Linked DNA regions of Mus musculus: all the other regions are linked to region 3. A link is a contact called in public HiCAR-type and HiChIP or PLAC-seq data. All regions are on one chromosome and are shown on one strand. The core of a region is the stretch at or near the end of the contact, and the rest is flanking DNA. Distances in the headings are between cores, read along the strand shown.

Region 1 (3,685 bases), core at 242-2,741, 370 kb before region 3:
ACACCCAGTTTTATGCAGTCCGGGCAGAGTCCCCAGCTCTAACTACTTCATCCTCAGCCCAGCAATCCCATCTCGATGTGTGTTTTCTGCTTTTCTTGTCTTTCAGAAAACCAGAAGACTTGTTTCCTCCCCTCTCTGGGCCCCTTACCTCTCATTCAGTGAAGAGCCCCACTCCCCACAGCTGAATTTCTGAGGTATATTCTGGGGTTATCATATTGTTATGATAGGCATCTCCTTAGGAAAACTGCTTTGCGGGGGGCAGGCATCCTGTGTGCACAGTCATGAGCACATGTGTGTGGAAACTCAGGTCTTTCACCTCAAACATTGGCCTTTTGTTTATTTGAGTTGGGGTTTCTCACTGGCCTGAAGCTTACTGTCTGGCCAACTGTCTGGCCAATAAACCTAACAGATTTGCCTGTCTCTGCTTCCCCAGCCCTAAGATAACAAACACCTGTACCAAATTACCTGGCATTTGTGCTTGGACTCTGTAGATCAAAACCAAGCCCTCATTTAAAAAAATATGTTATGTGTATGAATGTTTTGCTTGCATGGATGTCTATTTATCACATACATGTCTGGTGCTATAAAAAGCCAGAAGAGGACATTGAATGCCCTGGTATGGGAGTTACAGATGGTTGTGAGTTATCATGTGGATACTGAGAACTGGAATCTGGATCCTTCTGGAAGAGCAGCCAGCCCAGACCAGGCAAGCAATCACTTTGCCAGCTTAGCTAACTCCAGCTTAGCTCCAGGTAGCACTTTTTTTTTTTTTACCACTGGACTGAATTTCTTGGGGCCAATCAAGGTATTTTATTCACCTCTGTATCCCCTACATCCATCACAGTCTCCAGACAATAATATTCAGGAAACAGCTGCTTTAAAGAAAAATGAATGAATGAGCAAATGATTGCTTACTTATAAAGTGCTCAGATGTGCTAGGTGCCAAATGACTATTACCCACAGAGAGAGTACGGGAGAGGAAATCACGGTCACTTCCAGGTGAGTCAGCCCTAGATAAGAAGACATGGATGCTGGCCTTGTGGACTGAGATAACGGATGGGAAAGCACTGGCCCAGGGCCGACCTGCTCTTGGGTTTGAATAAAGGAGAAACAAATCTAGGTTGGCTGCATGGAAAGGAGTGTGGAGGGCTTTCCGTGAGTGCAGGTGGTGAGGACAAAGGTTTTTGAAGTTGAAAAACACAAGACAATTTCGGGGATTGGGGTGGGGTCAAGAGATTGCTTTGACCTTCTGACCTGTGACAAAGGATTTACAGCAAGCAAAGCAGTAGGCTGGAAGAGGAGGTAGGGACCAAGGAAGACAGCACAATGAGACGTGCGAGCAGTGTGCCCCTGCTGCAGAGTGGCTAGTGTGCAAGAACCATGTGCTGCCTGCTTGTGTCTTTTTTCCCAACCAGATGTGCAGCTGAACTTTAGAGAACCTCCGAGCAATGCAAACAAAGCGCTTAAAAGAGTGCCTTCCAGGGTCATGGGAGAGGGGCGGTGGATGCTGGGTTAGGCAGTTACCTAATGTCTTTGTAGTGCCAGCAATCACTGGAATTAACCTGGTTAGTTTTCATTTTTCTTCACATTTCCAGTTTTGCCAGAATTAAGAGCCTCCCAATTGACCTTGGGAAAAAGTAACTCTGAACAGGAAATACAGCAGGGAGGAGACCGGGAAATCTGAAAACTGTGCCAGGAGAGTGAGCGGCCAGAGCCGGCAGGCTACAAAGAATGGGGCCCCTTGTCCCCACTTGGCTTTTGGTCCAATCTTGAAAGCAGCCTGCCTGCAGGACGCTTGCCAGCACCGGGTAGGGACAGGATCACATGGCTCAAAAACCCCCACAGACTGTGGGGAGCTCACACTGCTAGTCCACTGTATTTGAGAGGAAGCGGGGCTAAGGGTGGGCAGCACACCAAGAGCCTGCTCCTCACCATCTCCTGCATCCACTGCCCAAGTCAAAGGAGGCTGGGCAGCAGCAAGAGAGCCAGGGAGGGAAGCTCTGGCTAGCATCTATGCCTCTGTTGGTTCGGGAAGTCTTGACAAGTCATTAGATGGCTAAGAGGAAGTCTTCTACTCCTACAAGGATTCTTAAGAATATGGAGGGAGAATAAATTCAGTTTCTTTTATCCTGTTATTCAGTGCTCTGCAGAGAAGATGACTGAGACCAAATGGGCGTGACGTTTCCCTACCCAGCAAGCACTTTATGGGTTCATCAGTTTAATTTGCCTGTACTTCTAACTAGCTGGCTGCCCTACCTATAGATCTTAGTTTGCCGGGGTGGCTTATAAAACTCATGGAAACAAATAGTTTATTATAAACAGCAAGATGGACAGGGAACAGTGGCACATAGCTGTAACTCTAGCACTTAGGAGGCCTTGGCAGGAAGATCAGGAGTTCAAGGTCACCCTCTACTGTAAGTCTGAGGCCCGTTTAGGCTACATAAGACACTGTCTCCAGAAAAAGGGTAAAAAGAAAGATAAAGATCCGATGAGGAAATGGCTAGGGGAGCTCACAGGGTAAAGGAGCTTTCAAACACTGTCAGGAAGTTCTCAAAACCCAGTCCTCATTTGGGATTTTAGGGCAGCTCCATTATGTAGCTGTTCTTGAGTCAACCACTGTCCATTGCAATCAACCTGACCTGCATCCATTTCTCCTCCAGAGACTGGCTATGTGGATGGGTTTCTATCCTTTGTGTGCGCATAGGGACTTTCCCAAGAAATCGCCTCATTAGCATCATCGGCGTCATTAGCATTACCTTGGATATATTTGAAAGGGTACCTCGTGCTGAAGATGTTTTGGAATTTACTGCATGAATCGAGAGCAAAACACACACAGTTCAGCAAAAGGAGTGTTTCTTGCTCTAGTGTAGCAGAGCCCTGAGCCAAAAGGAAAAAACAAGCAAGCAAGCAGACAAAAATTGAAATATATGCAGTTGCCTCTCTGCACCTGGGTAAGAACTAGAAGTGGAACAGGGCTCCAGTAGGGTGGGCAGCTGGAATTGTTTCCAGGATCTCTGAGAACACTGACATCTGAGGATGCCTAAGCAGTTACATTAGATGCAAGGTATTTGCATACAACCTGTATATATCTTCTAGTGTGCTTGAAAATCCTCCGTGAATTACTTATGTAACATGAGGAGGTGCTGCATGGATGGTTATTATAATGTATTGTTTAGGAAAAAATGCCCCCAAAGTCTATGTGCTCAGTTCAAATGCAACTTTTTAAAAATGTGTGTGTCTGCCACATGTGCACAGGTGCCTTCAGGGGCCACTGGAAATCACTGGGTCTCTCAAAACTGGCAATACAGGTAGGTGTGAGCTCCCTGGCATCATTGCTGAGAATGGAAGTCAGGCTCTCTCGAAGAGCAGCATGGGCTCCCACACACAGCCATCTCTCCAGCCCACGATGCAACGTCTTTTCTTATTTTTCCGGTATTGTCCATGTGTGTTGTCTGAACCCATGAATGCAGGACCCATGGGTATAGAAGGCTGACTGCATATCGAAACGTCACAATGACACGTCCAGCTCTCGAGAGTTCTATGGGCATTCTTTGACCTGGCTGCAGTCTGGTCATTTGATCTTAAATTCTTATACCTGGTTTCACTTCTCCCTCTTTTCCAGCCACAGAGCCTTCCCCACACTGGCCCTGACTTTTCTTTCCTCTGCTTCTAAGCTCATGTGTTA
Region 2 (3,313 bases), core at 587-3,086, 260 kb after region 3:
TGGAGTGGCACGTGCCTTTACCCACTTAGCCATCTCAGCCATGTTAACCTCTTACTGTGCCTAACATACAGGTTAAACTTTACCATATACATGTCCAGGGAAAAGCACACTATATCAGGCTCAGAAGAGCTCATAGTATTGGCCATTCGATGAGCATCCTGGAGTCATTCTGTTAGAAATAAGGGGGGACTAGGTACAACAACCACTTGGGGGTGAGGTGATTTTTAGATTCATGCCACAATCTAGACAACAGACACTTAGCTCATGCACTGAGTTTGCTAATTAAACACCAAAGTGCTTTCCATACTTCAGGAGACTAAGAACATGAGACATTTCCTAGTTCATCACCTCAGACCTACTAAAGTAAACTCCTGAAATGATCTGGAGACTTGGGCTAGAAACACCGTGTCGGTAAAACACTTGCTTAACATCAGAGTCCCTAAGATCAACCCCCAGTACCACAGAAAAGAACAATCAATTAACACCAAGCTGGGCAGGCCTGTAATCCCAAATACTTTGGAAGCCGAGGCAGGAGGACCACAAAGTTCTGCCTGGGCTACACAAGACTAAGCACAAGGCTAAAGAGTCTCAAAAGAGAAAGAATAAGACCGCGGTGCTCACGCAGTAGACCTAAGGCCCTCTAAATCCAATCCCAGCCATGCCAAAGAGGAAAACATTTTAAACCCCTTTTTATTCACACACCTATCGCCACATTGATTTTTAGAATCATCACTGCATTTCCTACGCCCAAATGTGAGTTGTAAATTCTGCCTACGGGGGAAAAAGTACTTTCCACAGAAACTATTCTGGAAACAAAAAATGAGATTGCTGCAATTCACTGTGGTGGGAAAAAGAAATCTTTTCTTTTTCTTTAAATAAAACTTGGAATGGAATGTCCAGGTTCACAGCAGGGTCACAGTCCTTAGGTGTAGTGAGTTTATCTCACCATTCCTCAATCCCCCCCCCCCCAACTTCGGCACGTTCTTCTCTCAGTCAGTCAACTAACATTTTATACAGATCATCAAAGTCCACACAAGTCCAGGGAGCCCGCGAGAGATCCAAGGAGGCCATTGCAGCTGCAGCAAAAGACCTGAAGGCGCCCAGGAAACGACGGCGCAACAGACCAATGAAGGCTGAGAGCGGGGAATGACGGCGCCCGAGAAAACTTTCCAGCAGAAACTTGGCAAATGCCAGTCCTCGGGCGCGCAGAGGGCGGGGACAGCGGCCTAGGGGAGAGCACAGGGGACCGGCTGGGCCTGGGCTCTGGGACAACAGCCACCCAAAGCCTGGGCTCCGCCTGTGGACCAGAGATGACACCGACCCGGTTAGGGCTTTGGAGGCGACATGGGGACACTGAGAGGCGCGCCCAGGCACTGCCAGGGGGGTCTCCCACTTCCAGGCTCCCGATCCCTGCAGCGCCCACGGCCTCGGCTGTTCCTACCTTCTTTGGCTTTCTTCCTCCGGGCCAGCGTCCCTCCGAGTTTCCCCAAGAACGAGTCATCCTTCTTGCGGGACGGAGGCGACTTGGGAGTGGGTGATTTGGGGACCAAGGGCGACTTCTGTGGGGATGTGGCCATGGCGGCTGGACGCGGAGCTGGAGCTGGGCGGCCGCGGCGGGCGGCGGCGGGACTGAGGCTGCGGCTTTCCAAACGGAAGCGGAATTATTCCAGGCATTTGAGGCAGCTCGCTCGCCTTTCCCGTCCCTCGCTCCCTCCCTCGCGCCGCCCTCCGCCCTGCGAGGAGCTGCTGCGCCTGGGGCCCCCGTGCCCAGGGCTGCCCTGGCTACGAGGATGCCCTGGCTTGCCGCTTGCTGGGGGCTATAGACGCAGGGGCAAGTGCATGCTAGGGGGACGTGAGGTCTTATCTGGAGCTTGGAAGCCTTCACTTCTCTGCTTTGCATACACACACACACACACACACACACACACACACACACACACACACGCGTCAGAATCCGCAGGGAATCAGCCCTGTGACCCTATTTCCCAGCTGCTGCGGTCTCTTGCTCTACCTCCTGCATGGATGGGTTCCTATACTGTTAGTACTTTTGTCTCACAAAGAAGTCAAGGATCTAAAATGGGCTCTGGTCCCAACAGACTTCCCGTTCAACTTCTGCATGAATCTGCGGACTTCCACCTTCTCCTGTCCACACTCAAACAAAGCTGGAAGTCCACGACGGCAGACGCTCATCTATCTAGCCAAGAGCAATAGAATTAGTTCCAGACTCTCTTGACCTGACGCTGGAGTCACACCAGGCAGTTTTAAAGATTCATGCTGGAGATGTTTAGGAGTCCTGCGTACTTTTACTGTGCTTCTTCGTCCTAAGTTGTGGCTTGACCATCTCTTTCCCATTCTTTCAGGATACCTTGGTCATACACCAGCGGGAAGAGTTACATAACTGTTTCCACAGCTCTTTCCGTGATGGGGCATAAACAAATATCTATGTCTCCTTCCCAGAGCACCACCACCAAATTACCTTTTCCCTGAAATCAAGCTTGGGATCCAATGAGTTTATCAGACTTACAGAGCCTGGGGAAGGAGTCACCTACAGGAATGTGGGCGGGCCCCAAAGCAGCTGCACTACTGCAAATTTCTACCCCAGGGCGGATGACTTCCCCTAACTGTCTAAATGGAATCCCCTTCAGCTAATCTTCAACAGACTACTACTCTAACACCTCCAGTGACCACGTGGAATTAGGACAGAATGACCTAGTAGGGTTACAAGAGGGAGTGGCCAGAATTGAGATGAAAATTCAGTGACTGTCCCTGCTCCATCCTTCTATAAGGGAACATCAATAAACAGGGTCGGTCTCTAGGTCAGGAGTCGAGTGGGAAGGGAGGTCGCAAGTTCTCACATCTGCTTAGATGAAGATGGTGGCTGTCTTGCTCTGAGGAGGGCTTTCCACATGTACACTACACACACTGATGGAATCTGACTGAACCTCTGACTCAGAGGGAGCAAGATTTTGAACTGAGCTGGAGAAATCGGTCCAGCAGTTGGGCACTAGGTTGTGATCTAGTGCCCAGCTAGGCAGCAGTGTCTGTTCTCAGCCAGAGGCACGTGTTGATGAGTGACATGCATGTTGGTGATGAGAATGTGTGTCTTAACTTCCTTCCTATTGTTCTGATAAATCCCAGAACCGGAAGCAACCTAGAGAGGAGAGGGTTTATTTTACCTGTAAGGTAGCAGTCCATCACGGAGGGAAGTCAAGGCAGGAGTCTGGAGGCAGAAATCGGAAGCAGAGACCATGGAGAAATACTGCTTACTGCCTTGCCTCTCCTGGATTCCTCAGTTTGCTTTATTATACAACAC
Region 3 (3,207 bases), core at 679-3,178:
CAATCAAGGAGCTCTGAGTAGCGATGCTAAGCAGTTATTAAGGTGCTAGTGTGACTGTGATAATGGGCTTGGTGGGGTTTCCTTTTTTTAATGTTTGTGTGTGTGTGTGTGTGTGTGTGTGTGTGTGTGTGTGTTCATGTACGTGTGTGTGCACATATGCATGTGTGATTGTGTGTACTTGTATACATGCAGGGGTATGTGTGCACACACTCGAGAGCGCACACGAGTGTTCATATGGTAATGTATATGTAGCTGAGCACAGGTGCTTGCAGGGACCAGAAGAGGGCATCAAACCCCTAGAACTGGAATTACAAGCCAGACAGGGGTAGTAGGAAAAGAACCCCAGTCCTCTCCTGGGAGAGCAGCAAGCGCTCTTAACTTCACAGCCATCTCTCCAGCTCCACCCACCCACACCCACTGTAAGAACACATACTGAAACTCCATAGATGAACCCACATGGCATCCAGAAATGCTTCAAGATAGAGATGGAGGAGAGGTGCCAGAAGAGGGCTGTGGCACCTTGAACAGAAATGGCTCAAGGGGGTAGAAGGGAGGGGGCTTTCCCTGACCTCTGCTAGCTGCACTTTCTCATGACTGAAAAAATCTAAAACAGAATAGAAACAGGAAAGTCAGACAGCAAAAGCAATAGGCGGCAGTCAGCTTCAGGGTGCCAGTGACCACAGTCCTAATTACAATGCCACTGTTCAGGAGGTACCGTGCCAATCCTTGAAAGCCCACAGCTGTCCATGCCACAGGTAAGAACCAGTGTTCCTCAGGATCAATGAAGCTCCCAGAGTCGAACATTAGTCAAACTCTCAAGTGCAGAGGCTAATGTAAATCACAAGTTGTCGTCTTTGCAAAAAACACTGAGTGCTGCGATCTATAAGCCAAGAACTCCAGTACAACAGGAGAGAGAGAAACAGAGAGAGAGACAGAGAGAGACAGAGAGAGGTCAGACCTGGCAATCTGTAACCCCAGAGCTCAGAAGATGGGATGGAGAAGGATGCACCTTGAAGCTAGCTTAGGCTAACACAAGATACTCAAAGGCAGGTGAGAGACAGAAGGAGAAAGGGTGAAGGGGATGGAGCAATAGCAGGAACTCCAGCCAAGAGGAGAGCTGGGAAGCCAAAAACACACCCAGTGGAGGCAGATGAGAAAGGTTCCATCTTAGCAGGACTGAGACCTGTGGTGGAGGGAGCCGGAAGCTCAGGCAAGGTTGGAGGGACACACAGTGAAGCTTCCTGAAGGCTGGCTGTGAGATTTGGTGGGCCTTACACCCACAAGCACTATTGCCTCCCACACCTTTCAGGGGAGGACACAGTGCCTGGCCTGGGGAGGATCACACTATCAATTGCAGAAAGAGCTTGGACCTGTGTCTGATGGCAGGGATATTAAGCTAATTTGCAGAAGCCTAAAAGTGAACTAAGCTGGGGTCACGCCAAAACTCTACAACACAAACATCTAAGGGGACCGAGAAGAGGGCTAGCTGTGGCAGACGAAAAGACAAGAACCCACAACTGGCAAGCAGGGACCCCAACCACCAACACACCCAAGGAGAAAAACAGTTACAAACCTTCCTCTCTCCTAAAAACCAAAGTGTCTCCACCTCATCTCAAAGTTCAGCCTCTAAATAGCAGGTGATAGCCCAGATGGGAAGGTGAGAGTGGAATTAATCAAGGTTATCTGGGGGTACCGATCCTAGCAGGTGTCATTTGCATAAAGCAGCCTTGGGGAAACTGAAGGCAAACCTCTAGACTGCCAGCCTAGAGACCAGTGGGGCAGAGCAGCCTCCAGCTTTCCAACCACACCTGCCCCTCCCCCCACGGACTACGGGAAGCACGCAGGCCCCCTGCTCTCACTTCCAGAGGCCAGACTCAGGTCCTCACAGAACTAAAAAACTAAAGCTAAAAGCTAGAGTTGACCTTTGCTCCTTCCGGGCCAGACAAATAGAAGGCTCCCCTGGGCCACACCCAACTGCTTAAGATCTCCACCACATGTTTATACTCAAGATGGAGAAAATGGAACTTACAGAGATAAAGTAGCCATCCTCTTTCCAAGGCAAAACCATTAACAGAGAAGTCTCTTTGTTTCCACATCAAGGACTGCCATAACTCATTCAAATTCCACAATAAAACCTGATAGGTGAGTTAATCCTAACTCCTTTGTTAGGCAGCCTATCAAAGAACTGACTGTGTGACCTTGGGAGGCTCACTAAACCTCTCGGAGCTCCTTCACAGGTCTCAATCACAAATGAAGTTTTTACATTTGAATGGCTGGTGTTTTAAGAATTGGCTTAAAAAAGAATTTACCTCCCTTTCCTACCCAAATTCCCACTGGGAAGCCCACTGATTATCACAACTAGAATGGATGAGGAGTGAACTGGCCTTAGAAGTGTGGGCTCCCAGATTCATCTCACACACACATTCAGGCAGATCCAGAGGCAGACACCCCAACATCACCCCAGATCTAAAGCCCTGTAGCTGGCTGGCAGCATGTTAGAGAGCTCGTCTGGCCCATGTGAGGCCCTGAGTCCCATCCCCAGAACAAGCCTGAGGCCACAGAAAAACCAATGGCAGAGGCTTCCCAACCAAAGCTCCCTACACCACCAGGGAGCTGAGGGACCGAGCCTCAAACTCACTGAGTACCTTCAATGCCCTCTACCACCAGCACCACAGATTTGAGCTCCTGGGCTCAAAGACCAAATCCAGAGGCTCCAGTCTCCCTCGAACCCCAAAGACACTGAACTGAATAAACATTAAGGCAACACACCCAGATAAGCCCCAGCATTGCTGGGCGGGGTGGCCGACGCCTTTAATCCCAGTACTCCAGAGGCAGAGTGAGTTCCAAGCCAGTCAAGCTATATACAGTGAGACCCTGTCTCAGACACCCACTAGCACCAAATGATTCATACTGACTTTTGGGTTGGGGCAAAGATTTCTTCCAAACATTCCTCAGGCTCCACCCCATTTTCTCCACCCATGTGTAGGACACTACTCCCATCTTCCTAAGAACTAAAGAGGGCACTGAATGCCTCAGGACCCCTACTCCTTCCTTTTCCACAGGACTACAAGCTCCAAGAGAAGATCTGAAACACACACAACAAAGCATATTGCAAAGCCACTCAAGCTTCCTTTCCAGACACTGTTCTTTCTACCTAGTAACAGGGAGTTGGCCAGTCTCTCATTAGAAATGCTATCTCCCACATCC
Region 4 (3,463 bases), core at 391-2,890, 490 kb after region 3:
ACACACAAAAAGACAACAGTCTTACTAATGTCCACTCTAAGGGACCTTGTAACTCAGTGTCCTGGCGAGTATTATAACCCCAAGTTGCCCTTTATCCAAGGCCAATTCTCTTGACTTGCTCTCTACTCCATCACTGGATTCAGGCTGCTAGGATCACTGCAGCCTGGCTTATAGAGGAATCTGAAGCAATCAGAAGAGATTTTCTTAAAGTATCATCACCTCTACTTTGTGCTTCTCCGGGATCTTATTTTTTTCTTGTAACTGTGTCCAAATACTTAACAAGAATGCTGAACATCAAATGGGACATCTATATCAACCCAGCCCTACCCTGTCACCCACGCCCCAAGGCTCAGGGAACATCACAGAGGAGGATGGGGGGGGGAGCTCTGTTTTATGCTGCCATCTGGACGTGATATGGCGACTGTACTTGTGAACTTACATCTGCTGTCCTTACCTGCACAGGATCAAACCAGCCAGAGTTTCCCAGGTCCCGCGCCTTACTGAAGAGCTATTAGCAGTTGATAGTTGCAGTAGGCCTCTGGGCAGAGGGCCTGGAGGGTTAAATGAAGGTTTCTGTATGTGCTCTGCAGTTAGTGATACAAGGTACAAAGAGGCTGCCAGGTGTTCCTGTGACCATGGGCCAGATGTATGGTTTCCCGTGGTGATGGACTATATATCCTCAAACTGTGAGCCAAAACACCCACCCCCCACTTAAGTTGTCCCTCCCCCCCCCAGATATTTTGTCACAGTAATGTGAATCAATCTTCCTTAAGGATGTGGCCCCACTATACATAACTCACTATACTTAGTAGGTTATGACCAAAGACATGAAGTTGAGAAGGAATCTACTGGAAAAGGATATGGAAAGCCACTAAAGATCCACTTCCTCCTTCTAGACCATGGCCCCTATGGGCTCCACAGTCTCCCAAAACAGAGCCACCAGCTGGAGACCAGGTGCTCCAGCACATGAGCCTATGAGAAAATGTTTACATACAATCCGTAATAGCCCAAAGCAAGAGCCTTCACCCTCTTGAACTCCGAATCTCAGTCCTTCATGCATATCCTAGTATATCACGTCCCTGTGAATCTGGCTTATCCAGAACCACAGACAATCTTATTGGCAGTAAGCAGGGCTTGCTTGGTGGTCGGCTCCGGGAGCAGAGCTGGGTACACTCAGTGTGGCAGCTGCCTAGGAGGAAGGCTCACTTCCTGGATGATGCCTCAGCTTGCTTGGGAGCTGTATCTCCTCCTCCTCCCAGTGTGTTAATTCCATTTCTTCCCAAGTGAGTGTTTTTAGGACATGAGCTAATTATAGTGTCTCCTAAGTCTTTTGCAGTCTGTTTCCTGTTCAAGTACTGCATTAGTCACCAGCAAGAGTCCAACAAACTCCTGTCCCTGCCTGATCTCAGCCACTTGGAACAAGGGGACTCTGGAGAGACTAGGGACAGATCCCAATGGGGAGATAGGACGAGGGGGCTAGACACTGGCTGGGGGGGGGCAGCGGCACAAGGGAGAGTCTCCTGTGCCCCATCCTCTGTGGCCCTCTTGGTCCTGGAGTTTGCTCAGCTGCAGAGGCTGCACAGCATCTCCAGTCAGCTGCATAGTTTTGCTATTACTTGGTGACCTATTTGCATCTTTGCTGAGGATTTCCTCTCAGGCCATATACGGTGATTTCACTGCCTCACAAACGGAGGCTTCCTGCTGCAGCAGTGCTCAGGATCCTTCGCACATGTCCCATCCTTGCCTTTAATTTAGTTTGTGCAAAACAAACAAACAAACAAACAAACAAACAAACAAACAAGCAAGCAAACGCCTTCATACTCAGACCTTCCCATGCATGGCTGGTCCCAGGATCTAACCAGTTGCATTTGATGGGAACTCCCTGCCTCGCTGACTTTTGTGCTCACAGGCGCATGAGCAGCTCCTGCACCCAGGGAGGAAGAGGAGACTGGGCCAGGGTTTGACAAAGCTCCACCTCCAAGCCCTTTTGCTTTCCTGTGTCGTTGCTCCTGCTGTCTCTGGCCTGGAATGAATACCTTGGACCAGGTGTCAAGGTATCCATTGCCAAGACTCTCCATAAGGCCACTGTGTTGCTTTGGCTGTGACAAAATGCTTGACAAAAACAACTTGAAAGATGGGCCCGTTTATTTTCATTTTGGCTCACTCCATCATGATAGGGTGAGCCAGCTGGTCCAGCATGTTGCATCTGCAGTTAGGAAACAAAGAGAGATGAATAGCTGGGGTTCAGCTAGCTTTCCCCTTTTTGTGCAGTAGGATTGGTGCCATCTGACATCAGGGCGGGGCCTTCCCACCTCAGTTAACTGTATCTAGAAAAGCCCCTTACAGACGACACACCCAGGGGGTTGTCTCTTCAATTCTATGTTCTGGAAAGCTGACCATCAGTATTACCCATCACAGCCACCAACATCTTCTGGCCTCCTTGACTGTTTGACCCACCTTTAGCAATCCCTGGTGAAGGAGGGGAGAGCAGGGCTTCCAACCTGAGTCCTCCAGGGACAAAGGAGGGACAGGAAAGGGGAACGTTCTAGTTGAAAACCACATCTTCAGGTGGCCAGCATTCTAGAGACTAAACTCATTCGAAATTGGCTTTACCACTCCCCAGTCACCCCAAAAGGGGACTTGTCCCTTGAACAAAGCTTCTGGGAGCTGTGGAGATGGCTCATTCCACGCTGTCTCCCTTGGAACTTTGGCTTCTGATGCCAACCTCGGGTGGGCCAGGTAAGTCAGGGAGTATCTGATCTGTACCAGGAAGCTTTCTGGAAATGCATACTAAAAGCGAGCCTCTAAGAAGGTGCCCGAGCTCGCATCATCCTCTGTTCCCATTTGGAGCTGACATGCAATGGGTACCTTGAGGTAGACAGGATGGAAGAAAGTGGGTATGAGCCTCATTTGCCAGCCACTAGCTTGGGCTCAGACATCCCCGGGCTACTCCTGAGCCGTGGTGCATTCCAGCAATCTGGCCCAACTATTTTTATAGTCATTTGGTTTCCATCCTAAGAAATTTGTTACAGACCGTCTGCCCACAGAGCATACACGATTACATCCTGGGAAGGGCAATAGCCCAGAAGACGCCATCAGGGGTGGCTGAGTCAGGCTTAGTCAAAGATAAGCTTGCCTCTGCCAGGGCTGAGGACCAGGAGACCAAGTCCCAGGGGAATGGGATATTGGGGAGAAGGGGTGTGAGCACCCAGCACAAACTCTCTCTCCTTAGGGCTACAGTTGTAGGTCTTGAAACAAAGAGCATCTGAAAAAGATTACCTTCAGCTAAGCTCCTCTTTCTCTTCCTCCTTCCTCCCCTTCTCCTCTTCCGTCTTCCTCCTCCCTTCTCTCCCTCTTAAAAGAAAAACATCAACCCCCCCCCCAGCTCCTCTCCCACAGACACCCACCAGGCAGTAGGGCTGAGTTTCTTCTACAAACTTCTTTTTCAGCTACCCAACATAAG

Evidence for each region. HiCAR-type assays count read pairs that join an accessible place to other places. HiChIP or PLAC-seq counts read pairs in DNA pulled down with a chosen protein or histone mark.
Region 1: a HiCAR-type map of embryonic stem cells shows a contact between it and region 3, with 4 times the contacts expected there. The contact joins two enhancer-like sites.
Region 2: an H3K27ac HiChIP or PLAC-seq map of extraembryonic endoderm stem cells shows a contact between it and region 3. The contact joins the promoter of Parva here to the enhancer-like site in region 3. A contact is called at or near these places in 7 of 39 promoter capture datasets (cranial neural crest, embryonic stem cells, frontonasal cranial neural crest and 3 more), 2 of 15 datasets of contacts at CTCF or cohesin (both in the NIH/3T3 cell line), 2 of 484 Hi-C or Micro-C datasets (differentiating embryonic stem cells and embryonic fibroblasts), 24 of 115 datasets of contacts at active chromatin or transcription factors (the NIH/3T3 cell line, astrocytes, cardiomyocytes and 15 more) and 3 of 9 other capture datasets (adipose tissue, liver and pancreatic islet).
Region 4: an HNF4G HiChIP or PLAC-seq map of pancreatic cancer cells shows a contact between it and region 3. The contact joins two enhancer-like sites. A contact is called at or near these places in 1 of 484 Hi-C or Micro-C datasets (uterus) and 1 of 115 datasets of contacts at active chromatin or transcription factors (pancreatic cancer cells).

Annotation. Positions count from the first base shown.
Region 1 is chr7:113,057,482-113,061,166 of GRCm38.p6, reverse strand. No RefSeq gene overlaps it. Among named protein-coding and RNA genes, the nearest start is that of Gm40452, 8.7 kb to the right of the region's middle. Within about 2 kb of position 1,491, at least 61 of the 459 cell types and tissues checked have an H3K27ac peak or open chromatin away from gene starts, as enhancers often do. A contact at or near this core is called in embryonic stem cells, where this site is marked.
Region 2 is chr7:112,426,229-112,429,541 of GRCm38.p6, reverse strand. Parva (parvin, alpha) reads right to left here and starts at 1,836. Exons shown (of 13, transcript NM_020606.5): 1 at 1,442-1,836. The coding sequence starts at 1,577.
Region 3 is chr7:112,690,297-112,693,503 of GRCm38.p6, reverse strand. All of the region lies in intron 1 of Tead1 (TEA domain family member 1), which reads right to left. Among named protein-coding and RNA genes, the nearest start is that of Tead1, 13 kb to the right of the region's middle. Within about 2 kb of position 1,928, at least 46 of the 459 cell types and tissues checked have an H3K27ac peak or open chromatin away from gene starts, as enhancers often do. A contact at or near this core is called in differentiating embryonic stem cells, embryonic stem cells, extraembryonic endoderm stem cells and 2 more, where this site is marked.
Region 4 is chr7:112,202,633-112,206,095 of GRCm38.p6, reverse strand. Gm39070 (a long non-coding RNA gene) reads right to left here. Exons shown (of 3, transcript XR_001778349.2): 3 at 2,104-2,206. Among named protein-coding and RNA genes, the nearest start is that of Gm39070, 4.8 kb to the right of the region's middle. Within about 2 kb of position 1,640, at least 94 of the 459 cell types and tissues checked have an H3K27ac peak or open chromatin away from gene starts, as enhancers often do. A contact at or near this core is called in pancreatic cancer cells, where this site is marked.